5 separate regions of the Mus musculus genome follow, and regions 1, 3, 4 and 5 are each linked to region 2. Evidence: chromatin contacts called from public Hi-C and HiChIP or PLAC-seq data. All regions are on one chromosome and are shown on one strand. Each heading gives the region's core, a stretch centred on a gene start, on an enhancer-like site or on the middle of the called end of the contact. The rest is flanking DNA. Distances are from core to core; before and after follow the strand shown. Region 1 has its middle 67 kb from the start of Mir205hg. Region 2 overlaps Gm51784 (a long non-coding RNA gene). Region 3 has its middle 13 kb from the start of Camk1g. Region 4 overlaps Gm31870 (a long non-coding RNA gene). Region 5 has its middle 130 kb from the start of Gm31870.

Evidence for each region. Hi-C and Micro-C count contacts between places; a contact is called where the count stands out from the background. HiChIP or PLAC-seq counts read pairs in DNA pulled down with a chosen protein or histone mark.
Region 1: a contact with region 2 is called in a Hi-C map of cerebral cortex, with 4 times the contacts expected there. The contact joins two enhancer-like sites. A contact is called at or near these places in 1 of 484 Hi-C or Micro-C datasets (cerebral cortex) and 2 of 115 datasets of contacts at active chromatin or transcription factors (embryonic basal ganglia and neural progenitor cells).
Region 3: a Hi-C map of uterus shows a contact between it and region 2. The contact joins two enhancer-like sites. A contact is called at or near these places in 1 of 39 promoter capture datasets (liver), 1 of 484 Hi-C or Micro-C datasets (uterus) and 1 of 115 datasets of contacts at active chromatin or transcription factors (embryonic fibroblasts).
Region 4: a contact with region 2 is called in an H3K27ac HiChIP or PLAC-seq map of SST interneurons, with 7 times the contacts expected there. The contact joins two enhancer-like sites. A contact is called at or near these places in 3 of 484 Hi-C or Micro-C datasets (cerebral cortex, cortical neurons and uterus) and 2 of 115 datasets of contacts at active chromatin or transcription factors (SST interneurons and embryonic basal ganglia).
Region 5: a Hi-C map of cerebellar granule neurons shows a contact between it and region 2, with 3 times the contacts expected there. The contact joins two enhancer-like sites. A contact is called at or near these places in 2 of 484 Hi-C or Micro-C datasets (cerebellar granule neurons and cerebral cortex).

The regions. Positions count from the first base shown.
Region 1 is chr1:193,574,527-193,579,701 of GRCm38.p6, forward strand. No RefSeq gene overlaps it. Among named protein-coding and RNA genes, the nearest start is that of Mir205hg, 67 kb to the left of the region's middle. Within about 2 kb of position 1,670, at least 45 of the 459 cell types and tissues checked have an H3K27ac peak or open chromatin away from gene starts, as enhancers often do. A contact at or near this core is called in cerebral cortex, where this site is marked.
Region 2 is chr1:194,331,459-194,336,564 of GRCm38.p6, forward strand. The region is part of intron 1 of Gm51784 (a long non-coding RNA gene); the gene reads right to left. Among named protein-coding and RNA genes, the nearest start is that of Gm51784, 7.4 kb to the right of the region's middle. Within about 2 kb of position 3,778, at least 35 of the 459 cell types and tissues checked have an H3K27ac peak or open chromatin away from gene starts, as enhancers often do. A contact at or near this core is called in SST interneurons, cerebellar granule neurons, cerebral cortex and 1 more, where this site is marked.
Region 3 is chr1:193,380,775-193,386,593 of GRCm38.p6, forward strand. No RefSeq gene overlaps it. Among named protein-coding and RNA genes, the nearest start is that of Camk1g, 13 kb to the left of the region's middle. Within about 2 kb of position 2,482, at least 101 of the 459 cell types and tissues checked have an H3K27ac peak or open chromatin away from gene starts, as enhancers often do. A contact at or near this core is called in uterus, where this site is marked.
Region 4 is chr1:193,695,628-193,700,991 of GRCm38.p6, forward strand. All of the region lies in intron 2 of Gm31870 (a long non-coding RNA gene), which reads left to right. Among named protein-coding and RNA genes, the nearest start is that of Gm31870, 43 kb to the left of the region's middle. Within about 2 kb of position 3,189, at least 70 of the 459 cell types and tissues checked have an H3K27ac peak or open chromatin away from gene starts, as enhancers often do. A contact at or near this core is called in SST interneurons, where this site is marked.
Region 5 is chr1:193,783,522-193,788,704 of GRCm38.p6, forward strand. No RefSeq gene overlaps it. Among named protein-coding and RNA genes, the nearest start is that of Gm31870, 130 kb to the left of the region's middle. Within about 2 kb of position 1,615, at least 12 of the 459 cell types and tissues checked have an H3K27ac peak or open chromatin away from gene starts, as enhancers often do. A contact at or near this core is called in cerebellar granule neurons, where this site is marked.

The sequences.
Region 1 (5,175 bases), core at 420-2,919, 760 kb before region 2:
ACCACACAGAAACAACCTAGTGGGGCAGGAGATTTCTTTTGGCTCAGGGTTTCAGAAGTTTCAGCTCATCTGTGGTCATTTGTCTGTGTGCTCCTGGGCCCTTTTGTGAGGCTGAACATCAAGGCAGAGGAGTGTGTGGAAGAGGAGATTGGATATGTCATCACAAGCAGGAATCAGACTGAGGAAGGGACCAACTACAATGTTTAGAAGGCACACCTCCATTGACTTACTTCCTCCAGTGAATCCCTACTTTCTAAAGTTGCCAGAGCCTCCCCAGATAGCATCAGCAGTTGGGATTTAAGCATTCGACACACAAGCCTGTGGAATCCAGTTAAACCATAATCGCTTTGGGAGATACCAGTGCTGACCTGTGGCAGAGAGGTGGGGTCCTTACTCAAGTATGGCCTTACACGCTCGCTCGCCCTGACTTTAGCCACAACCTTTCTGTTTGGTATGCTGTGCTACTGAGAAAATGTAAACTGCCTCAGCAAGTTCAGACGGGAGCATGGAACCAATGTGAAAGCTTTGCAAGGAGAAAGAGCTTGGCGAGAAGCTGGGCTGTTCACAAAGGCACTGCCAAGTCTGTGCCACACCATCCCAGAATCCCTGTCTGAAAGGGAATCACAGGGACTTGGAGTAAAACATGGTCGCAAATGCTCAATAGAAGAAATAGAGTCCTGGCCAGAGTAGAGAAAAAATAAAATCAAATGCTAAAGGGGAGTACCATAGATGGGGGATAACGGAAGTCCAGTTGGCAGGGTAGTGTCTTCTGTATCCTAAATCAACAGATTTCCTGACTACAAGGTACAGAACAGAAGAACTAGTCTCCAACTAGCAAGGCAACCAAACATATTTGCCTCTTAAGCCAGAGAGCAGGGGACAGTCTAAGCACCCTCTGGGATTTCTCCCAGCATGGACTTGGCTATTCTTTTCTCATATGTAGCTACTTCTCTATCCTGATTTTCTCTAGTAGGAGGGATGGAACTACTGTCCCCAACCCCATGCATATCAGTGGGAAAAGCAGGGACTTGGTTCTCTGGTAGTATCTCTGCCTAGGTGTGTGGTACAAGGGGCACTAGAGTTTACTGTGCACTTAACACTCACTAGCTGTACCTTCCTCTTTTCATCTCCAGGAGGGACCCAGGGGATAAGGGCACAGGGATCAGTGTTAGATCCTTGTGACTAATGGCTGTAGGAGACCAAGAATCTTTTCAGAGCAAGGCTCTAGATAGCCTGCTTGACTGGGAGGTTTCATTTTGTTATTTAAAAATGAAATCTTGGTTCTAAGGCCCTGACTTGTCTGTGACTTTTCAAAAATAAATTAAGAATATGGAAGTTCCTAGGGGACTAACACTTGGGGCTCACTGATGGCCAAAGGGAACAGACTCTAACCTTTGATTGATTTTTTCTTCTTCCGTGCTTATTCTGCTTTGCCTTCCTTCAAAAGGGCACTGAGCCCAGAGTCTAGGAGTTTGCCACGTGGTGCTTCTTAGGAAAATGCTAACGAGCCTTCTTTCCCACAGACATCACAAGCTGGTCTGGGTTCTGGGAAAGCTTCACGCAGGGCTATGCAAATGTGGAAGGATGGTGCCAGTCTCACAGAGCAGGGGTGGCCCACCAAGCCCTTAGCGCCTGCAGCTGCATTCTAAACACTAGGTGGCAGCACGGAACTTCCTAAGCTTCCAGAAGAGGCGAAGCTCAAACTGAGCAATTTCCCCTTAAGAAGGGCACGCACAGAACCATGCAAAATGGGAGCAGTAATTCTGGGACGTGGCTAATCTCTGTAAGTCACACGATTGCAGATACAAGTGACAGCTGCAATAGGGGTGATGTTCTCTCATTCGCCGTGTCACCAGGATGCTATTTCGAATCTTCTTGAGATTAGAAAAAGGATTACAATTGCCCCCAGAGCCTTGCTATGTAATTTTTATCAGCCTTGATCTCTGAGTTCCCCCAGGCTGTGTGTGTGTGTGTGTGTGTGTGTGTATTCACAAACATGTTTCTATTGTCTGTATTAGCACAAGGAATAGGCTCATGGTGTGATGTAAGGTTCTTATAAATGATGTGAGTTTGCCATTAGGTCTGTATTTCCAGACTGGTTCCTTACTTCAAGACTCTTGGCTTCTCAGTTGTTTTCATTCCCTTGGATTTTGTGGCATAACATCAATTTCATAGCTATGCAGTCAGTGCAGAGCAGAGTCACAGAACAACAACAACAACAACAACAACAACAGAACAACAGCAACAACAAAAAAGATTCTCCATCTTTATTTTAATGCTCTGTGCTATTGCTGTTTTAAAACATTTAGTGTTCTTTGAACAAGGGGTCTTGTATTTTATATAAAGTTGACATATCCTCCCTAAAGTTCTGGAGATGAATGAAACACATAAGTTTCAAAAAACTCCTGAAACTTAACAAGATTCATGGGTCCCATCTCAAAGTTATATAAATGCAACCACCTCCAAGTTGAACTTGGGGCTCCATTGGTGTATCTTTTATAAGTTGGACATCTGTTGAGGTGGGCTTTGGGGGATACAGCTGCCTTTTGGCCCAAGTGCTCCTGAAAGTTACCTCAGTGAACACACTGGTTCATTAGGTCAGACTTCAGTGGGACTATCGTCAGTACCCTGTCAGAGGGTGAATAGATGTTTGCTCACATCTCCCCAGAAAAATGCACACAACACTTTTCCACTGTGTCTGGGCTCCACACATCACACAGTTAGCCCTATTGCAAAGAAGCATAGCCAGAGGTAAATTCTAATTAAAATCTTGACTAATCTCTTTTCTCAGCTTAGAATAAAGCTATACAAAGTGTGAGCTTTTGGTCAGATGGGTTTGTGCTGCTTGTGGAATGTTCTTGGTGTTCTTCCTGGGGCCTCCTCCTCATTGGGAGAGCAAAGGTGTCCCCATATTATGGAGTACAGTGACTGTTAAATGTCCAGCACTTTGGAGATACTCAGCAATGCTGCTTGTCTATGTATCCATCACTCCTGGACATTAGCACCAAGTCTCAGGTGGATGCAGTTGGAGTTAAATCTTGGTTACATTTAAGAGTGAAGCAGCATTAGGGCTAATTCTATATTCCAATTTGCTGTGTGTTTAAAGAGTTCCTTTGTTTTTTAGACAAGGTATTGCTATGTTGTACAAGTTAGTTTGGAACACTCTATGTAGCCCAGGCTGGCCCGGAACTCATCATTCTGCCTCAGCCTGCTAATTCTGGGATTACAGACTTGTGTTGGGTACACTTGGCCCTTGAAAGCAGCTCACTATGCCTAGGTCTGTGTTTAGAGCAAGAGACGCATGCATGCCCATGGAGTTCTAATTTCTGTACCTCAGGTTATCTGCCTGTGTAGAACTCCTTACATGTTCTAGAACCTCAAAAGGGAGCCTCTGATGGAGATGCCCCTTCCAGACATCTCTAATTAGCTTGATATACTGTACTGTTGTAAAACCTTCTCTTCCAAAGGCCCACGGAAACCTGGCAAACTGCCATTAATTCTGGCCTCCCAGTTTGAACCATGACAGATGGATCTCTTGCCTGGGCATGTCTGGGAAGCCTGGGGTCCAATGCCTGTCTCTGCTCAGGACTCTTGTGTGGTCTTTAGTAAGGTCTTCTGGACCTCAATTCTTCAGGTGTGAGCTGTGGTTAATAAGTTATGGATGGAAATTACTCCAACTTTGGACAAATGCTATGAAAATGAACCAGCATGGAAGCATTTCTGTTAAGAGCAGAAAAGACTACACAATGGGAAGGACTGAAGTGCTGCATTTTGACAGTTATGCTCAAGTCCAAAATTCAAGGCTACACTGACCAATATGCTCTTGCAGGCACTGAAACTTCCTGCTGCTGAGCCTGGTGTGGGAGTGTTCAAGGGACAAAAGAAAAAAATCATTTAAACATCAAGATGGTCACAGGCCATTTGCTCTCAACTCAAAATATCAAGGAGCATAAGAGGCCAAGTGAGTTCTCACTGGTCTCCTCCGGGCTTCCTTAATCATGCCCAGATATCTTTGTGAACTTGCCATCCTCTGAATTTTTATAGCTTTCAATAAGTGTCATACCCCCATGTCACTGAGGTTGGGCAGATATACTTGTTATGTGGAACAACACCCTGCCTTCTTCTCATTTGAGGGAGGGGTGGGGCTAGTATATTTGTGTTCTACCTGGCAAGCACTTTGCTCTGACATTAGGGAATCTCTCTAATAGGTGCCAGTATAAGATGGTGGTCTAGTCAGTCTGCTGCTTTAGGAGGCAGGCTCCACAGCACGGTAAGAAGACTCTATAGAGTACTCCGTGGGGCCTATGCTGAGTGCTGTGCTTTGGATCTGGAATGTTCCTATCTGGGAGCTATTAAAAGGTAGTAGAATCTTTAGAAGTGGGGTACTATGTTATTTGGGGGCATGCCTCCCTTTTCTCTGGTTTGCTTCCAGGTTTTTTAGCTTTGGCAAATGACCCAGTTGTGATGTGACTTTCCTGGTAGAGGTCCAAAAGCAATGAGCTTGCACAAATCATTGACTGCAACCTCTAGGGTAAATCTGTCTCTCTTTCTATCTCTCTCTCTTCTCTCTGTTTTTCTGTCTCTGTCTTTATCTCTCTCTCTCAATCTTTCTCTTCTCTCTGTCCATTGTCTCTTTCTCCTCTCTGTCTGTCTGTCTGTCTCTGTCCCTTTCTCTCTCTTTTTTGTCTCTCTCTCTCTGTCTCTCTTTGTCTGTCTCTCTCTGTGTCTCTGTCTCTGCCCCCCCTCCTCCCTGCTGACTGCCTCAGGCACATGTTATAGTCACAGAGAGCAAACAAACTGGTTTATGGAGTCTTCCCTAAAGAGACCCTGAGTGAATGAGCTTGTTAAAGATTGGTGCTAGGGCTGAGGATGTGGCTCAGCTTTGTAAATATGAGGCTCTGGGTTTGAGACACCAAACCCGTATGAAGAAGACAAGCATGGTGATAACTGCTTATTCTTCCAGTATTGTGGGTATAGAATCAGCTAGATCCCAGGGGTTTGTGGCTACATAGTCTATTTGCATGCTCTCTCTCTCTCTCTCTCTCTCTCTCTCTCTCTCTCTCACACACACACACACACACACACACACACACCCATGCACGCAGGCAAAAATGGATGCAATCTCTCACTTGATGAAAGGACACAGCTTTGCAACATTGATAAAAAGATTAGTCT
Region 2 (5,106 bases), core at 2,528-5,027:
GTGGGTGGGTCAAACCCCTGCTAACAAGAGAAACAGCCAAGACAGAACCTCATTCCACTCCCACCACACTGCCATAGTTATCATTGTGCTGACCTCAGCCTTTTTTGCAGGACTTTTTCACCTGAAAGACTAGCTCCTACTAGCTTCCCTCTCCTTGGTACAGCTCAGTGTGAACCTGTTCCATGTTGTCTGCAGGTTGGATCCTTGGGTCCTTACGTGTAATTCTACAGTGGACAAAGCAGTTCTTTCTTTCAAGCAGTATTCAGGTTAGTGGGAAACAGGATAAACAGATAGCAAAGCAGGGGTAGAGTATTAGAAAGGAGATCATGAAATATAAGGGATAGGGAAGGTCTTAGGTGCTGTCAAGGAAGGGAAAGCCTCTCAGACACGGGGTAGACTTGTCTAGGTATGATAATCTAGGAGCCCAGCACTCAGGCCAAGCCCAAAGCATTTTTAGAAGCCCATGAAAATTTATTTTCACTCAGAAGAATAGATGAGTATCATACAACTAAATACCCAACAATGAATTTAGTCTGTGTTTCAGGAGTCTTTATACCAACACAGTTATAAAAATCTATACTTTGGTTTTTTCATTTATTTGTTTGTTTGTTTTTGTTTGGAACAAAAAAAAAAAAACCTCCATAAAAGCAATATGGCTGAGGCCAGTGAAGTTACAGTAGTCCTAGATAGGGGAGACAGCTTTGGGTAGATCTTTGTGCTAGTAGAAGAAGCAGAGACCCTCCTGTGCATATATGCTTGCTGAAGCATATATATTCTAAACTCAGGGGTGCAAGGGAAAAGTTAGGTGTCTGGAAGCAGTGAAGTGTTGGGTGAGGAAGTGGGTAGGCTGTGATGGAGTTGTGTCTGCTTTGTTGAGAACATGAAATTCATCCCATAAGGGCATCTCCAGACCTTACCCTTATAGGCAAAGATTTCCCTCTTGTGGAGTATTTCCTTAGTCTAGAGAACCACTATGGGCTGAACAGACTGGCATACTATTTCTTATATAGAGGCAGCTGTTCAAACTTTTAGTTTCTAGTGAGCTGGGAGGTTTGGAGAAGGACTTCAGCTGCCTCATTTCCAGAATCTTGAAAAGGCTGCTGATAACCAATCCTACTTTCACCTCTGTTTATACAGAGCCCAGGGATCTTCTCCCAGTGACCATTTGCAAGCATAAAGTAAAGGCAGGATAAAGGAAGAGGAGGAAAGTTCATTATGCAGGATTATAAGAGCCCTCCCCCATGCATGTGTCACTTAAATTCACTGTGAGGGTATTCATTAGTTTGCCCCATTATTTAGAAATGTGCTTCAAAGGCCCCTCAAGCAGCAGTGTGCCATCACATTGTTTAAACATATGATTTGCTAAATCACCACCCTTAGGGGGCTGGAGCTCTGGGGTTATTGCCTAGAAGCAGACACAACAACTTGGGGGTCACCCTGCTGTGAGACTGTCTCAGTTACTCTACACTCAGCATTGATGACTAATAAGGACCAGTTTTTGAAAGGCAAGGTCAAAAGGAGGACTAAGTGTCTCCTGAAGCAAGCAGAGGGCCTGCAAATTTTCTGTTGGCAGACATTACTGAGGAGAGAACTCATTGTTTTCAAGGAGCTAAGAAGACAAAGCCTGGCCTATCCTAGACTAGAATTAAATGAAGCCCTCTTTATCAGGATAACTCTTCAGTAAGTTGAATCTTATACAGAGATGCATTAAGTATCAGCAGTGAACTTTATCCCAAAGATGCTTTTAGACACCTGCCCCCTGGGTAAGCTAATGGGTTTATTTACAATTATTTAAATTGTAGAATAGAAATGCTTATGGCAAGACACTGATTATAGAAAATCAAACTCCCATACATTCATTGATTTGAGAAGAAAATACGAATAATGAGGAGAAAGGTTTCAAACTTTAAGAAATCCATTTATGCAAATCCATCAAGATATCTAATGAGAGATCAGTCTCCTCCTATACTTTACACAGCAACTGTCAGCTCTTGGCTGCTTCTTGTTCCCTTATCCCACAAGGTACTGCCCCCAACAATGCAAACCACTTTATATACTCCATGTACATTGTTTCTAGGAAGCCAAAGATGAACCCGTGGAAACATGCATAAAGACGCCATGGTACTAAGTAGCCAGATGCCTCTTCCTAAGCTGTGATGAACTGGGTGGTCCACAGGTGGTAGATGCTGTGTTTGGGAGGAAGTCTCTGCCAACTCTGATAACAGAACCAACCTGAGATGATTCCCTTCTCAGAATTCCCTTTTCAGCTTTTGCCACTACAGATGCTCTGTGTGCAGACTGTAGCTCTTGGACATAACAATTACTTACCTCTGTTAATCCCCTAGATGTTATCAGCCACTAAATCCAAGCTCTTCTTCCCTGATAATTATGACTCAGCCTTGATCTGTTCTTCCTACTACCCTGTATTATCCATGTTCCCTAAAGTTGAATTTGTTCAGTTTCTTTTCATGCCACAGTGGACAAACCACAGGACAGTTCAGACTGAGCTCTTTCCACTGCAATCACTCCCTTCTCATGGTTCCTCTCCAGCCTGAAGCTCCCTCTGCCCTTTCACTATCTCAGAGGCCACAGCTATCCTGTGAGCATCACTGCAGACTAGAGGAGAGACATCTGCAGAAGAGCAAGCCATGCACAGTTTAGTCTAAATTCAGATTTCAAAAACAGCCTCTGAAGAAAAGGCAGGAAGAGTTGGTTTCTACTAACTGCACAGGGAGCTCTGCTCTAGGTCAGGGAATGCAGTTCAGCTCTTTCAAACACACCTTCTGTGTCACTTCAAGGAGAGCCTGGCACTGCAGTCTGAACTTTCCATGGATTTTCTGGGTCAAAGGAAGTCTTTGTATCAAAAGTGTGTCTACATCTCTACCACATGGTCGGAGAAAAGAAAACCCACATGTATGACAATGTTCTTCTGAGGTGTCCCAGCTCTATTATTTGTTTGTTTGTTTGTTTGTTTGTTTGTTTGTTTGTTTAATGAAATTAAAAGTTTAAACACCTTTGGACCAATTTAATGAAGATACCAAGTTCAAAGAAAAATCTGGGGGTCTCTCAAGAAGATAAGTTGTGAGCATATTCAATATCCCTCCCAAATGTGAGGTCAGTGAGCATCTTAGGGGGCAGGGTTCCAGGCTATCTCAGGGGTGAAGGAAAGTTCCAGGCTATCTTATTAAAAGTGGAAAGTCGCCATTCACCTCCTTCTGCTAGGAAAGAAAATCTCTCTTTCCTTGCACAACCTTACTCTGCTTTCCTGAAAGAACACTAACTAGACCTGAGCTGGACTCCCAGTATCCTGCTAAATAATCCTTGGCTGGTTATTCTCTCCTTTGGCCAGTATTTGTGTCCACAAACAAAGGAAGTTGATGCCAGATCTTCTAATGTAGATTCCATAGTGCTATGACCTTGGCTACTAGGATGTTCTTTGTAAAGCTTGGCTGTTGGGGAGCTCTGAGACTAGCAAAGAGAGTATCTCCAGAAGGTCTCTGGATTAGCCCACAGTGGTGCATAAGCTAGGCCAACAGATTACTGACTTCTAATTTTAGATCCTATGAGGGACTAGGAGAAGCACAGTATTTTCTCTGCTAATAAAAGAAGAAAAGATTTGTTCCCCAGCCCCTCATCAATCCTAGCATGTTTTATATAAATGCCCTAGAAAGCACATACTTTTCCTTCTTGCCAAAACTGGCTGTGCTCCTGGCTGGGGCTGGGGAACAGAGGAAGAATTACGAGTGTGGCTGAGAGCTCTGATGTGCATGGAGCCAAAGCTGCTCTGCATATCAGTAACGTGTAATGACAGCCTCCCATCTGTTCTCTAGAACTCTTCAACACAGGCTTCATCAGAGTGGAAATCTGGAAGGAGATGAATACAGAAGGATCTTCAGAAGCCACACATGAGCTTCAGTGTACCTGCAAAAAGGATCCAACGTGGGCTAGTGGTGGGGAGGCGGCTGGCTGTGGAGCCCAGAGGAATAGCACCAGGGGCCTAGGAAATAGAGCAAGGGCTGGTGATGCAGCACAGCTGGCAAAGGTCTCTTCTTTTAATGTGGCCTAAAAGTCTCAAGCATTGCATGCTATGAAATGTCAGCTCTGAGAGAGAGTTTCCCAAGCCCCATCACCACTACGAGACACTGGATTTTCCCAGTGTCCATTACAGTACAGAATGTTCCCAAAGCTGGAGCTGTAAGTCTGATCAGTGGGTGCACAGTCCCACTTTGTTGTAGATGCTGACCCCTTACAAAGAGATAGGCAGAGAGAAGCCATGATGTCTGGGCAGTATATTCCCTAAACTGGTTGTGTTTAAGGAATAAAGAAATGGAGGAAACCTCAGTCCTTTAAGGTTCAGAACTTGATACATATAAGTTCCCAGGAGTCCTAAAGAAACAATGACCAGTGTCAGGGCATGCAATTTGCCACGTTCATTCTGGGCAGTCCCTTGCTGAGCACCCAGGTTCCAGCATCATTTACTACCTATTCCTCGAAAGAAAGCCCACAGTTGCTGGTATTTGCCTCAGGCAACTGATTAGCCAGCAAGAAAACTTATTAAGCTTCCTCCCACCCCTGCCCAGCTCCCCTAGTGAAACCTCCCCTGTAGGGACAGAAGGGGACGTTTCCATGGATTTGATAAATGCTATTGGGAATCTTTTATTCACAGGCTCAGAGTAAAAGAGGTGGGAGAGCAGCCCATTACTTAAGTTGCTGAGCTAGACACATGACCTGTGAGAAGCTGAGAGAAAGCCAATCACAGCCAAGGAGTCCTTCCTGGCTACAGGCTTCAAATCCCTGCTCCTCAAGTTAATTCATGGGTCTCCCCAGCTTCTTCCTCTACCTCAGAAGCATGGTCCAACTAGTCCTTCCCATGTGCTCTCTTCCAAATTTTGACCACTGGAGTTGACTGCCAAGCTAAGTAAATTTAGTATTTATCTAGCACTTGAAGCCATTGCCAAACATCTGTCTAAAGGAGTCTCCGAAGAAGTAAACATGTGAAAGAGGTCTTCACTCATGATTTCATTTGTAAGTTTGGAGTACTCTGTATCCCAGGTACACTGTAGGGATATAGATGAAAGAGCAAGGTGCTCCTGCTATTTCACGGGA
Region 3 (5,819 bases), core at 1,232-3,731, 950 kb before region 2:
AGTCATGGGTATCCTACTAAAGGGGCTTCTAGGCTCCTTGATGGAGAATTGTCACATGGCCAGACAGGGGACCACCTGTACCTGCTGCTGAAGCTGTAGACCTCACTGCAGCTGGCAGACTGAGAAATGCATATGTGCTTTCTGACTGTGGATGAGACGTGACCAGCTACTTCAGGCGCCTGCTGTCTTGACTTCCTTGCCATTGCAGATTGCACTCTTAAACTGTGAGCTGGAATAGAGCTTTTCTATCGCAAGCTGTTTTTGTCAAAGTGTTTTATCACAGTAACGAGAAGAGGCACATGCCCCCACCTCCTGTGTGCTGGGATTACAAGCATGTATCACCACACCTAGCTCTCCACAGCACCATGCTGTTCATTCTGAACTATCACTCTGCCAACTAAGCCGCCATCTCCAGCTTTAAATGTCAAATTCTCTTAACAACAGGGACTGCACCATACTCATCCTTGTTGCCTTAGTTCTCAGGAGATGCCTAGCACATGGTAAATATTACAAAGAACCCAATATGCCAGGTCTCCTAGGAGGCTGGTGAGGAGGGCCTGCAGGAAGCTCTGAGCAGAGCCTGGGAAAGAACCTCTATGTGTGTCCACTGTTAGACTCAGATAAAACCATCAGTTTCCTATGGAGAAATCCCAACAACATGCAGGCCAGCCAGCTTTCTTGGTGAAGTCCTCTGAGGTATAGTCTTCTTAACCCTGGAGAAGACATTGCTGGTAAGAGGGGACCTTGTGTAGAAGCAGGGCCATGGGACAAGCAATGAGTTGAATTCAGATGACATCATACTGCAGAAAGGTTGATGTTTGGACACAGACATACACACAGGAGGGGGTTCCATATGCAGATGACAGAGACACTGGTGTTTCTTCTGGAAGCCAAAGACACCTAAGACTGCAAGCAAACCCATCCAAAACTAGGAGAGAAAACAGAGAACACGCTCTCTCTAGATTTCCTGAAGGCTGCAGCTCTGTGAGCTCCTAGATCCCACGGCAGCTCTAACTTCCCTCCACCCTGTAGGGTGTGAAAACTCAACTTGGGTGGGTGTAGCAAGGAAACAGAGTCAGCTGGCAGGTCTGTTACACCCTGGAAGGAAAGCATGGAGACTCGCTCCTGCCCTCTCCAGCCAGGGCTATTGCTGGTGGTGTGGAATCGTCTTCACTCCTCCTGTTTTTTTGTTCTCCATCTGGAAACCCCCTCCCCCATGAGCTGTGTGCAGAATGCAGTGTGTCAGAATTCATCACGGGGCCAGCTGTTGCTGTATGTTTTGCGAAGCACAATTCCCACTTTGGGTCTGCCTGACAGCACACTTGTAAGAAAGCAAAGCTCCGTTTTGTGGTTTTGTGCTTTTAACTACCTAGAGACATGTTCATAAGAGCTGATTTGGCCACAGTTCCGTGGGACTATGCCTTTAGGAATGCCAAGCCCACTCCTAAGCTGGCTGGAGACCCTTCACAGTCTAGAGTGACTGCCTGGAGCCGGCAATAATTCCCAGACATTTCTCTCAGCAGAATCCCAGTGGTAGAGGTGCCTTTGAGATAGCAACAGAAGAGCTGAGTGGAATGTGGGGATGGGGTGGAGTACGGGCTGACTGTGTATCTTTGATAGCGTTTTTAAACACAATAGCCAGCACTAAGCTCCACCTGCTTTAGGGTTTCTATTACTTGGGAGGAAAGTGTTTATGTCAGCTTATTGTTTCACATCACAGTTCATCCCTGAGGAAGCCAGGGCAGGAATACCGGAGGCAGGATCTCAGACGGAGGCTGTCTGCTTTCTTTCAGCCAGGACCACCAGCCCAGGGGTGGCCCCACCCACAATGGGCTGGACTTTCCCACGTCAATCATTAGCTAAGACAGCGCGTCACAAGCTTGCCCACAGGCCGCTTTTATGGAGGCATTTTCTCAACTGAGGTTCCCTCTGTTTAGGTGGTCCTAGCTTGTGTCCGGTTGACAAAAACACAAACAAACAAACAGCTGGCACAAATGAAAACTAGATTTCGAGGAGATTGGACTTTCACAAGAAAACCTGGAAATGGGGAGGCTGAGTACCAAGGAAAAAGCGACACCGGAAGCCAATGGTTGACTCCCTGAGGTGCGCTAACAAGGACCATGAGTTATTCTGTGTTTGGATTAGCAGACCCCTCCTGATGAGATGAGAAGCTCTCAGAGGTCTCAAGGAAGGGATGGCTAGCCTGGATGGCAGTTCAGGTTCCGAGTGCAGGACCAGAGCCCTCTGCTGGCCATCTAGAGCTCAGCCAGTGACCTGTTTTTGGACTTCCACTCATTCCAGCAACAAGGGCAAAATACAAGCCCAAGGCCCAGGAACAGGTCCTCTCCCCACATTTATGTTTCCCAATTCCACTTTTCAGTTTAAAAAAATATATTATTGTTGGGTGGGCTTGAGCCACTGATGAGATAGTTTTTACTTGCATTTTCTTTGCAGTTACAGAAGGCTGCCACTGTGGGGCAGGGTACTCCCCGCTTGTGTCTTTGTCTTTCTCTGTGTCTGTATATTCTTTCTCTCCCCCCACCCGTCTGTGAGTGTGAACATGAGAAAGTGTGTGTGCACGTGTGTGAGAGAGTGTATGGGAACATGTGAGAGAGACGGGGTGGGAGACAGAGACAGAGAGAGAGAGAGAGAGAGAGAGAGAGAGAGAGAAAGAGAGGAGGGGTTCACCCTTATGTCTCCTCTCCAGGCAGAGTGAAAGAGAGGTTAGATTTGGGGGAGGATGCCCAGTTTGCAGCGTATCCCCAGGTAGAATCCCCAGGGAAGGGAAAGAGAAAAGGGGGGAGGAAAGGGAGAATGAGAAGGCTCCAGGGCCATCATTTACAGGTGACCTGTGTGACCAGGGAGGCAACTCCTTGGGAAAATTCAAGAAATGTTTTGTGCTCTCTACTTATTGTCTGGTAAATTGCTAGGAATATTATACTTTTGTGGAGAAGGTGACCAGACAATACCTGGAGGGGTCTTCAGCCATTGTTAGGGCGTCAGCAAGACTGTCTCATATGAACTGGATCTCCCTTTAAACAATGACCTGAGTGCAGACACCTTCTCTGTGGAACTGTTCATAATTGCAATATTTGGGTTTATCTAGAAGGTAGACCTGCCTCCTTTGAAAAATTAGAAGTAATTTCACAGGAATGGAACTGGGCAGTGGCCAAAATCATGGTGCTCTCTAGTGCCAGAGGCTGGGTTACAACCCTGTCTCTCTCACTCACTGACTCTGTGATCCAAGCAAGCGACATCTGTGCTGTGCCTTGGTTTCCTCACTTATAAAAGGGTCACCAAGACGGCTCAGCAGAGAAAGGTGCTTGCAGTGCAAACTTGGCAATCCCTGAGACCCGTGTAGAGGTAGAAGGAGAGGACTGATCCCCTAAAGTCCTCTGACTGCCACACGTGACCTTTCCTACCATATACTCAATAGCGATCATGAAATTAAAATGGAGCTGTAAATGGCACTTACCATACAAGGTTGTTTTGAAAGTTAAAACAATACTGAGCACTATTATTAGAAAAGAATAAGCAATAGCTGTCACCTGTAAACATCACCATCATCATCATCACCACCACCACCATCATCACCATCAGAAAATCATCATCATCACCTTAATCATCGCCCTCATCATCTTAACCATCATCATCACTACCATGACTCTCACCATGATCACCATCACGACCACCATCACTACCATTATCATCGACATGAGGCTATGAATCTTTGTGAGAAAACAGATATGAAGAAGTGTGGTGAACAGCCTGTGTCCACCACTGTCCACTTCATCCCTCCCATCAGCACTGAGGGCTCCCACCTGGAGGGTGGACAGTATTGTGCTCATCACTGTGGGCAGGGGATTGCGGTTTGGTGTGACTTCTGCTGGAGACATTAAATATCCCCATAGGATTGGTCACAGGATAGCTAGAAGCCGCCACTGTGAGGAGCCCGACATCTGTTGGCTCGGATTCTCTGGTGTCTGTGTGGAGCAGAGTTACACTGCTGAGGTCGAGTCAGAAGTCAAATTTTCTACAAATACCTCACAAGTTTTTGATCCATCTCAAGTTTGAGAGTGAAAGAGACAGACAGATTGGCAGGGAGTCCTCTTGTCTCAGGTGCCCTATTAAGAGACCTGCATGCACGCAGGCCGGTACTGTTTAAAGCCCGGTGTTCTTCTATACTTCTTCCCATTGGTAAAGAGATTCAGTATCAGTTTACTTGGAATATTTGGCAACCATTTCCTGAAATTGAACATACCACCTGGACATCTGATCAGTAACCGTTAAAGGATGAATCATGTAGCCGGGAAAGACAGTTCAGTGAGTAAGAGTGCTCGACGTGCAAATGTGAGTTCCTGATTTCAGATCCCAGCACCAAGGGGAAGAGCTGAACAAGGCCACCTGTGTGCCTCTAACCCTATGCTGGGGGATGGGGTGGCAGAGACAGGAGGATTACAGGGGTTCACTGGCCACTGGCCTAGTTAACAAACAAAAGCTACAAAACCCATACCCAATACCACATCTTCCTCTGGCCTTAGTGTGAGTATGGGTAGGTACACTCATCCTTGCAACACACACACAGATGCACAGGCTCACATACGCATGCACACACACACACACATGCAGATGTGCATGCTCACATGCACACACACATGCATACACACATGCAGATGCGCATGCTCACATACACACAATGCAGATGCGCATGCTCACATACACATGCATACACACACAGAGATGCACATTCTCACATACACATGCATACACACACATGCAGATGTGCATGCTCACACACACATGCACACACACAGAGATGCACATTCTCATATACACACGCATACACACACATGCAGATGCACATGCTCATATACATACATACACACACGCAGATGCACACGCTCACACACATGCATACACACAGAGATGCACATTTTCACATGCACATGCATACACACACGCAGATGCACACGCTCACATATGCATGCATACACACATGCATACATACACACATGCTGATGCACATGTTCACATACACGTGCATACACACACAGATGCGCATGCCCACATTCACACACATGCAGATGCACATGCCCACATGCACATGCATACACACACACAGAGGGAGAAATGTTTCTAGTTGCTGATGTGTCTGAGTCATTGGCTCATTGCATACTAGTTCACTCCTTGCTTTATCATTGGTCTTAACCCCAAGTCTTAACCCCTGTTTCACCAAGGCAGCTTGGAGCTTTGCTCCACACATATCCCTAGGTCTGTGTTTCCCCAGCAGAGACTCAGCAAACAGCTATTAGAAGACAATGAAGCAGCAAAGACACTGGCTGGCCTGGCACGTTGTCTGGGCTCTGCTGGTCCCAGATGGCGCTCTTTACAGTGTCTGTAAAGTCCTAGGAAATCTGAACAGATTGCTACAACAAAGTGGGGCAAAGGGGAGACAAAGGACAAGGCTGAGAGGAAACAAGTTAACTCAAGCCCTTTGCTGGGCAGAGCGGCTTCAGAGACATGACAACCTGTGGTCAGTAGAGGGCAGTGTTGCCTCAGCGACTATTTTAATAACCACTTGGCCAGGCTCCAGCTGGCTCTCCAGAGCTTTGGCAGGATTGCTGGAATGGACAGAGGCCAGCCGGTCTGTCCATTTGAACAAAAGCAATAAAGAAGATAGACACCTGTGTACTTACCGTCTACATCCCATATTTCCTGTATAAAGCTTTGGCTTTTCTGTCTATCCTTCCTGCTGCTGGGGAGCCCACCCACCTTGGTGGCCACAGCAAGCGATGGGATCTTTGTTTAGTAAAGTATCT
Region 4 (5,364 bases), core at 1,939-4,438, 640 kb before region 2:
ATCTTACTGTTTCATAAAGGGCCTCTTGAATCATTGAATGTATGGATCAAATAAAGATGGTTGAAGAAGGAGGCATGAGGCAAATGTGTGGGCATCAAGGTGAGGAATCCTTCCTAAGATCAGAATCACATTGGCCCTGTGGAAAGGGCCCTAAGCTAGAGGTGTGAGCAGAGATTGGAAGTTAGGGTGAGACATTGCTTGAAGCCCTTGGTGGAGCAGCTTGTACCTAACATAGTAGGTAAGGTTAAGACTGATTGGTAAATAATACAGGCTTGCAGAGGAACAAGCCCTTACCTGTCCTCTGGGATAGAAGTGAGTTGGAATGTCAGCGAATGGGAAGGGAGAGTATATCTTGGGGTAAACTGGAAGAATTTTTTTTTTTTTTTCGAGACAGGGTTTCTCTGTATAGTCCTGGCTGTCCTCTGGCCTTGAACTCAGAAATTCACCTGCCTCTGCCTCCCAAGTGCTGGGATTAAAGGCGTGTGCCACCACGCCCGGTTAAGAATTCTTTTTTGAACTGCATGCTGAAGCACCATGAGGGATGCTTCTGAGAGAGACTTTCTAGTCCTCCCTGGAGACTACAGATATAACGAAAAAAGAAAGAGGAGCTGGATGGTGACTCCATTAGTAATATGTCTCCTGTGCAAGTGTGAGAATCTGTGTTTGAATTTCAGAATCTATGTTAGCGGGGGTGGGGGGCTGGGTGGGGGAGAAGCCTGGCATGATGGCATATACTTGCAGTCCCAGTGTTGCAAGGAAAGGGGAAATTCCTGGAGCTTGTTGGAAAGACAGCTGAGCTGAATTAGCAAGTTCAAAGTCAGCGAGAGCCCCTCTCTCAAAAAACAAGTTATATGGTACCCGTCCCCCCATAATTATGGCTGACCTCTGACCTCCACATGCATGAACATATGCACACATGGACAAACACACACAGAGTGAGAGAGCTAGAGAGCTAGAGAGAGAGAGAGAGAGAGGACTAAGATTTATCCCACAAAGTGTGAATCAGAAGTCCTAGGAGTATTCTTGATGTATTTCTGAACACTCCCTTCTCTTTATCATAAACTGAAAAGCAATGAAAATGCCTCACTGAAATACACAGCAGGGAAATCACAAACTTCTGTCAGAGCCCAGTGCTACTGCCGATGATGAAGACAAAAGGTTGTGGAAAACTTGAAACTTGCCCAATGCCACATTTTCTGTCCACTCAGGCTTGGACCTTCTAGATCTTCTTCTCTATCTACTCCTCTCCAACTCTATCACAATGCACTAACCAACCGTTGGGAGCTTAGGAGCTGATCTTGGACTTAGAGTACTGGAGAGCTGAAGAGAGACAAAATGGGGGAGGTCTGTGGGAAACGAAAGGCTCAGGACAGAAGCCTGATAGCCTTCTCCCCTGGGCTCAGTTGCAGCGGGTTTCTGTCTATCTCACCCAGGGACTGTACCTAATAGAGGCTTCTCTGTGGAACATTTAGTGAGCTTTCTCCTAGCTCCTTCCTCAAGTCCTTAGTGAGCAGAGCAGAGCATTGCCAGGGAAGGATGGGCAGTAGCCCCAGCTTCCTTCCTTCCTTGGGGATCCACCTCTGAGGCCCCAGGTCCTGCTCTGACTCCGGTTCCTAGCAGGCAACTTGGCAATGAGGAGACAAGCACTATATAAATGCTAAATAGACGAGATGCTGTGCCTGTCTCCAGGATAAATAGACCGTCAGTTCCTGCTGTCAGAACTGTACCTTTTATGAACACAGATGTGTCTCCCAAGAGGATGATACTGGTCCTATACTGTCTCTAGTCTTTTTACAATTTCTCTCAATCTTGATAACAGAATGTTTATCTGCTTTTATTTTAATTTCTTTTTGATATTATTGATTTTTTTTTTCCAGAAGGACTTTACGGTTTGTTATTTTTGTTTCCTGAATTTGTATTCAGAAGATGGGATCCTGGGATTTCCTCTGGTTACCTTTCCAAAAATGAAAATGATAACAGCCATCTTTTGCATCTCAGTTTTACATGAATTTGTCTCATAAAGATCTGTCAGCACTGGCCTCAAGTGATCAGGACTCCTGTCTCTATTCCACCACCTGCTCTCTGTGTGACCTTTGGTTTATGACTTGGCCTCTCTGTTCACATTCACTTCTCCCTGTTCTTTCACTTCATCTGTTAGGTATCATCTAGGCAGATCTGTTCTTCCTACTAAGGGGTGAGTAGGATAATTTATATGAAAATTGAGGAAGCGATTGCCTTTTAGATGAGAAGCCTGAGGCATTGAGATGCTGCTCAGTTTCTTGTACTATGGGTTATCAACCACAGAGGCTCTGTCTAAGCAAGACTTCTGACAGCTAGTGATAGTGATCCATCCTATGCATAGATACAATATGATGCTGAGACTCTATCAGGGCAGGCAGATGTGAAAAGGATGTTGTTACAAGATACATTAACAGAGTCTGTTGATACTGGTCATGGTGGTTAAGAACCCGCCCTGTCTGAATCCATCTGGCCCTTTCTTGATAATCCCCAAGCCCACCATTGTCACCCTGGCAGACATTGCGTTGTTTCTCAATGGCCACTCAGTGCAAGGATGCCCCCTCCCTATCACCCCCCCTGTCATGCACAGGTCACATCTATATGCGTGCACATGATCTAGGATCATGAAGATTAGAAAGGACATTTTCCCAAGACAGCCAGGGTTGGTTAGGACATAGTTGGTTTCTAGGAGACTGTCAAAACCAAAAGGAGCAAACACCAAGGCAGGGGCTACCAGAATTCCCTCTGGAAACCCTTTCCTTCACGGTATACTCTGGAGCCTGAATCTCTAGAGGAGCAGCATCAGACTCTCTTGGAAGACCGAGCACTGGGCTCTCTCCTTCCAGAAATTCGCATGTGTTAGGTCTAGTGCTGGAGGAAATTTATATTTTAAACACGTTTTCAATTGATGTGATCTTGCACCCCAGACAACATTTTTGAGAACCAGGAGCATACAAAGAAAGAAAGATGCACCACCTGTGTCTCTGGCTCTCTTATTTCAAATTCACCTGCACTGAATAAGAGACACACTTAAAGGTCTACCCAGGAGTCCTCTGTAGATACATGCAGTGGCCAGGAGTGTCCTCACAGGGCCAGTAGCTCATGATTTGCCTATGGGATGGATGAAGACTGTGGCTCTTTGTTGTGGATGAGCTACACTGGAGACTGAGTAAATAAACCCAGCAGAGGCCCAAGGATGGCCCTCAGTCTTGCAGGCAGACCCTCTCTTCACTCCTGTTGTTTTGTTCTGCTGCCTTCTCATCGTCTTGTACTGACAATAGTCGTAAATAACCGCAGTGCTGTAGAGGAATCATTTTAACAGCAGAGAGTCAAATAAATACATTAGACCTGACAGCTTAACTACGCACAGTCCATTTGGATGTGGTGGCCAGCTGCTCCCAAGGACTGCACTTCCAGGAGCAATCGCAAGAGGTCGCACAGAGCTCACCAGCTGGGCTTCAAACTTAAAGACAGCAGAACCCAGCTAAGGCTGTGTTTTGCTTGTAACTTGTCTGGGAGGTAGAGTTTGCAGGCGATGTGTGCATGTGCATGTGACTGTGTGTGTGTCTGTGTGTCTGTATGTATTTGTGTGTGGTGGTGGTGGTGGTGGTGGTGGTGGTGGTGGTGGTGGTGGTGGTGTGTGTTGAGGCTTGTGCTTCCTTGACCTGTATGGGTCCACAGCAAAACCATAGTCCCAACAACATGCTATCCTTGTGCCATTCTAGCCCCTCACAGGCATCTAGGACCATTCTTTTTCCACATGGGTCTTTAACACTTGTAGCTGACACCCCTGTTTGAGCTGCCATTGCCGGTTCTAGGCCTGCTATCGAATTCCTGGGGTGTTTGTTTTTCCCTTTCTGTATTTAGCACTTAAGGTGCTCTGGTATATGCCACATATTCATGTTGTCCATCCTTTCTGGAGGGCAATGTGCTTTGGGGCCCAAGTTTCCTCAGAGCCAAGCACAGCCCTGGATTTCATCCAAGGCACTGAGTGAGCTCTAGGGTCCCATTTCTAGGCGCTATAGTTCTGGAACCATCATGGGTCAGACACTAATTCACCAACCAGTGTAAAGTAACTGAGTGGGAGGAGCAGGGTGTTGTAATATGGCTATTCTCCCACAGCCCCTCACAGCCCTAATGGAAGGCAGGCAGGTCTGTGGATAGCAGTTCTACTGTGGATTCTATTTTCAACCTAAAGAAATAAGGGCAGCTGGAGGCTCAGGCCAGCCCAAGCCCTCTATCTAGCACAGTGGGACTAGAGCAGGGAGGATGTGTGATCTGCTGCTGCTGTGCCCAGGGCTGAGAGTTCAGAAGCAGTCAGCTCACTGTCCCTGAGCTCTGATGCCAATATGGGTTTGCTCTCTTCTTACTTATCTTCCTGGATTCTGAGTATCAAACTCCTATTCACATAAACTTGGTTTCAGACTCTTTAGAACCACCAGAGTAGTTGCTACAAAGCTGTCTTTTCTTCAGAGCTTGATTAAAGGGGATGCATTTTAGGAACAGTTAGTAGCTGTCTTTGGATCTGTGATCACAAGAATACTTCATGTTCTCTAAAGGGAGTTTAGACTATAGCGGGTCAGACACCAGAAAACACTTTCTGACATTGAAGTTATTAGATGCTCTGATGAATACCATGCAGACGCTTGCCTTTCTCTAAGGACCACATGGCATTACAACATGTTCTTGTGTCCTCAGAGCTGTAAACATCTCCCTACCATCATGAATTGGGGCCAGGGAGGAGGAGCCATGCACAGGACTGCCTACTCTCTACCATATGGTGCCTGATGGGTGCTGGCCATTTATGTGCAGGCTGCAGGGAAGTAGCCATGTTAAAAACATCCCTCTAACAAATCTGATCCGAGAAGATTCCAGTATTGTCCAACCCCATGGCCTCAGTAGAATGTTCCAGAGTGGACACAGCATGAAACCTCTGTTCATCCAAGAATTCCCAGCAGGCATTTTGTCTCTGAAATTGGGTTCCTGCATAGTCATATTGTTTTGACAACCATGTTTCTCAGATTATAGATGAGAAAACCAGAGGAGAAAGTCTTTAACATACATGCTGGGGTATGATGGGGAAATAAGGAAGAGGGAGAGGGGAGGGAGGGAGGGACAGAGAGAGGGAAAGAAGATGAAAACTGCGTCTAAAGTGGAAGAGTCAGTGCCGTGGCTCCCGAGTCACTGACACTGGACAGGTCCTGGCTTCTGGCTGTTTTCACCCTTGCTGTAACTCTCACCTTCAGTTTCCCGAGAGGCTTTCCTGCTTTTAGAATTAGTGCCCTGAAGCCCTTACCCCTTCAGCCCAAGGTCCCACAGGTCACAATGACATGAGATCCAGAGGCA
Region 5 (5,183 bases), core at 365-2,864, 550 kb before region 2:
GAAGGTTCCAGGAGACCAACTATACATTTTCTACTGTCTCAGTGGTTAGTGGTTGCTATTACTGCTGAGACACTGGAAAAGCTGGGAACTCAAATTTTATTTTACAACTGAACGCAAATGACTTCCTAGGAAGGGGTGTGGGGAGGTAAGATATTCTAGTCATGCTTAGTTAGCTTCAAAATTACTTGCATCTCACCCCTAGTAAAACAACTGATCTATAACCTGTCAATATATTGACAAGGTAAGGAAGCAAGACTGTCCTGAGGTGAGGTGTGATCTCCAAGAATGGGGTTGCTAATTGTTCCCTGTTGTTTATTTGCCAGGAAATAATTGCTCTCTTTGGACTCAGTGTCTACTGGAATTTACTATGTGCTTCTGACCTTGGGGGAGAGACAGAGAGGATGAAACCTAAATCCCCACTCAGTGAGGATTTCCCAGATGGCAAAAGACTCGGCTACCTCAGGGCTAGAAGAGGAAGATAAGGAGAATAGAGGAGAAGGAGGAGAAGGAGAAGAAAGAAGAGGGGGAGGAAGAGGAAGAGGAAGAGGAAGAGGAGGAAGAGGAGGAGGAGGAGAAGGAAAAGGAGAAGGAGAAAAAGGAAGATGAGAAGAACTGATGACCACTACAACAACAACAATAACAATGATGACAAGAGGGCTGAGTTTCTTATTCTGCCCTGGTGGCTATCCTGGAATTGGTAGGCCCATAGGTGAAGTGTATGAGGAAATGTCTGTCTACATAGAAGAGTAAGGACCTTGTCCAGGGTAATTAATATTATGGTTCTGAGGGTTAGTGAGCTTTCCCACTGCACAGCTAGCAGCAAGCATAGGTGTATACAGTGGATATATATATATATATATATATATATATATATATATATATATATATATATCAGACTGAGCTTTCTACATCCTGCCGAGAAAGAAGATTCCAGGTTCTCTAGGAGAGTTAACTGTCTTTTTTTTTTCTTCTTTTCTTTTTTTTTTAGACCCCTTAAGAATCCTGTTCTGCATTGGAATGAGGATAGAAAGTCTCTGGAGCTTATATGCTACCATTTCCCCTTTGGGCATCAACATGGAGATGGAGGAAGTGTGTGGCTTTTCCAGCCGAAGCACCCTGGAGGGTCAACTCAAAGCTGGACACCCCATGGTTTCTCCTGGCCATACCCATCCGCAGCCTGCCATGCAGGAGGCTGGGGCTGGGATGGGGCAAATTTTCTTACAGGACTGGTGACTGGGGGATGGGGCAATGCACAACTGACACAGGGAAAGGCTGAACATAGGAGGAATGGGATTCCATCAGAGCAATTTGCCCAGCTTTTTTCTTTATTTCCTTATACATTTTTAAAGCATATGTATTGCTAGTAAAAGTGCTGGCTGGACAAAGCTCACTCCTGCTGTGCATGCTGCCTTTTCTTTTCTGAATATCTGTGAACCTCTCTAGGCATTTTGTCTCTTGGACATGGACTGGCAGAGAAACTTAGTCAGTGTGGATTCCCAGTTTGCTTTTGCAGGAGGCTTTGCTGGCTTGCTGGCAGCCCTGCCTGGCTAGCTCCAGCCCTGCAGGGCCCAGGATGCAGGCTTGCAGCACCAGATGGAGAGAGGGAAGGCAGACCCAGTGAGGGTACCCAGGAGGAGAAGCAAAGGCCCAAGAAGAGGGAGCATGTGCAGGGCTTTCTGGACAGGAGCCCAGCCTGGAACAACTCTCCTGATTTGGGGAAAATAAAATCACAAATGAGAATAGCAGGAGGCCAAGAACCAGCTGGAGACAAAGGAGTGTTAGCTTCTAGTGGAGGCTTCGAGACCAGAAAGGCTCTGATGACATGCTCAAAAGTCTGACCTGCCTCGGACAGCTGCCATCCAAGCTTTGGGCCTGGAATGTTGTCACAAGCCCAGAAAACTGTGTTGTCTACCATATCTGAGATGAAGAAAGGCTGATGAGAAAGGATAGCTTGAGGCTCTCTCCTGCCTTCCAATCTCAGCCTTCTCTGTCTCCCCAGGTTACTTAGTCAGTAGGGTCAAGGTCCAACTTCTTGTCCACTAGGCAGCTGAGAGCAGCAGTAGGGGAAGAAAGGGGAAAGAGATGAGAAGAATGTGAGGAGAGGAAGGGTTGAGCTGCTGATGAGGAAAGGAAACAGGTGAAGGAGGAGATGAAGAAAGAAGTAGGTCTTGAAGGGGAAAATATATAAGTGGGGAGGAAGAAGATGAGATGGAGAGAAGATGAAGGAGAGACAGGCTTCTAAGGATGAGAGAAAAGAAGGAAGAAGAGGGAAAGGGAATGATGGAGATAAGAAGGATCTATAGTCTTCTGAGAAGAAGGATATAGGAGAAAAATATGTGGAGAAGGAAGAGGGGTAAGAGGTGAGGAAGAGAAGGAAGGGGAGGGGAGGGGAGAGGGAAGAATGACACAGAGATAAAAGAGGAGGGAGTGCCAGTCTTGAGGTATAGAAACCACATAAGTTTCAGAATACAGTGGCTCCTTATCCACCATCATCCCTGTGATAGCAGCTGAGACAGTCTTTGCAAAGGGCTTTGCAAATTTCAATCCAGAGGATACAAATAGAACAGTAGCTTGAGAAGTCCCAGCCTGACCCTGTTGGGCATATGCCATTCTCTAGGTCCATTCTTGAGCAATTCATTATGGACACACTCAGAGAGGACTGCTAATCCTGCAGATTGAAGGACATGTCTGCAGTTAGGAGCACTTTCAGGTCTGCTACATCACTGCTCGGCATAGGAAGAACCCTCTAACCTTAGCCCCCTAGAAACCAGAAAAGTTTGACCTGCCATTTGGCTATTGCTTTGTACTAACTGATTATCATCTATCTGACTCGAGCCTTTCAGGACATTTTCAAACCTGGATAAAGGTGTGTAGAGCTTGAACAAAGATCTCTTTCCAGTAAAGGAAGAATTAACCTATGTCTGAAGAATATTGTGTAATATACTTGTGTATGCACTCACACATATATCTGCACACACATGTGTGTACATGTGAAATAATTCTACAGAATTTCAGATATTTGTATATTTTTCAGGCATGTTATTACATTGTTGTGGCTTATGATATATAATATCGTAAGTTATTAATACTGGCATCCTAGTTTCATAGAGGTTAAGAAACATGAAATTGTGACTTGTGTAAGTTCACACAAATCTTGAATGACACAAGTAAGATCAACATCTAGTTTTCTCATCTAATACAATATTTCATATTCTTTCTATTATTTGGTTCTGACTCTAAGTTAAACAAGATGGAAAAATGGGAGCAGGTAGGCTGCTAATTAAAGCTTCTCTCTTCTTTCCTATAATGCATTATAGGCTACTTTATCTGGCTTGTTTCTTAGATCAGTCACTCTAATTAGAGATTATACGTCCTCAGTGTTTACATTGTAGAACCAGGATTTTAACCAAGATCTTCAGGACTTCCTGGATATAATCTGTTCATGACTCTGGGAGAGGAGTCCCTGGGAATTCATATGCTTTGCCAACAAGGAGACCTGGCTTTGAACTCTAGATCTAGTGTCAGCTCTGCTAACTGGCACAAGGTCCCAGGAACCTCAGTTTCTCAGCTGTCACAGTGACCCAACAAGAACCATCTTGTTTATGTTTGTAAAGGTGAAGGAAGGGTTAAAGGTGGGTCTCCAGCACAGATTCAGACACAGTGGTCACTAAGTAACATCTGCAGAAAATCTATAGATTTTTCTGTTTACATTTTGGCTGTCCTCTCTTTACATTGCTAAGGTGGGTATGATTTGCCAAGTTTCACTTAGACCTAATGGCCCATTTAGATCAAGTTACTGTCTGTAAAAACAGTTGACACCCAAAAGAGCAATTTCGAGGAAAAAACTAATACCCAAAGGGATAAGTGAGATTCCCCGAGGGCAAACAGTTTCTACAATTCTCATTCTTGATTCTTCTGTCTAAACCATACCTGACTTTTGCCATGTTATTGCTGCACAGAAGACCAGGGCATATAGCCTCTTATGCTGCTTCCTGTCCTGCTCTCAGGAGAGTGTGAGTCATGTCTCCCCCACTTGCCCCATTCTGTCAGCTTGAGTAGGGGATTTTCTTTGGCTTTTCCTTCTCCAATGGAACAAAAGGAAAGAGTTGCTGCTGCTGTAGCTACTGGACTGGAAGAAATCCTCCCGGCATCCTGTGGTGGTTGATCCTGACTGCAAATTTGACTGGGTTTTGAATCAACTAGGAAACAGCCTCTGGCCTTTTCTGTTGAGAATTTGCTAAGAAGGAAAGGCCTGTCATAAGAACAGAGAACCCAAAATAAAGGGGTCTCTCTGCTTTTTCCTATATGCCTCCATATCCACTGATGCTAAACTAGCTTCTTGGTCTTTCAGTGTGGGTTCCACATAACTCTACAGATATCAGGCTTCCAGAGCCAGCTTGAATTCTCTTATGAGCCATACTGCTATCCTATGTAGCTCCTATGGTTTAAGTCAGTTAGTACTATATAGACTTAAATGTATATGTACATTGTATCGGCTCTATTCACCCTCTTTTCACCATAGCCTGGATATCATGTGGCTCTTTGTCATAGTGGTGCTGTCAACAATCTTTCAGCAAAGACAGAGACCACAGAGACAATACCTAGCTTTAAGAGGAACACTGCATTTCACATTCTCTTTGCAGGTGTTTTGCAAGGCTGTGAGACCGAGAATGATTTCTGTTTCTTTTTGTTATTTTATACCTCAAATTATTCTTTTGCCTTCCTGTCCTAAAAATAGAATAACATGCTCAATTTTGTTCTTAACTCCTCTACTCTGATACAGCCCCTGCATTTCTAGGCCTTCTGTATTTCCCTCCTCTGATGCATGTAACATCTTGATAATCCCAACATTGGAGTGGAGAAATGGAAAGGAAATAGCATAATAAAACACTTCTGTACCATGTTGGAATCAGTGATCTTTTTCAAGAGTGATCAGTTGCATGACTTAACTCAAGGGCTTAGATTATAAAAAGGGATAGAATTAATAGCAAGTGTGCCCAGGTATTTAAAGATAAATAGACCCAAGGAGTAGGAGCCTCTGTCCATTTCTCCATGTTCCACCAGGAAGGAAGATGTAAGCCCCAAGACTCCATCTAAGTGCCTGAGAATAGATAGAAGCAAGCTGTCTCCGAATGCTGCCTGTGCTGAGAGAAAAGAACTCCTACAGGGAACCAGCAAGCCAG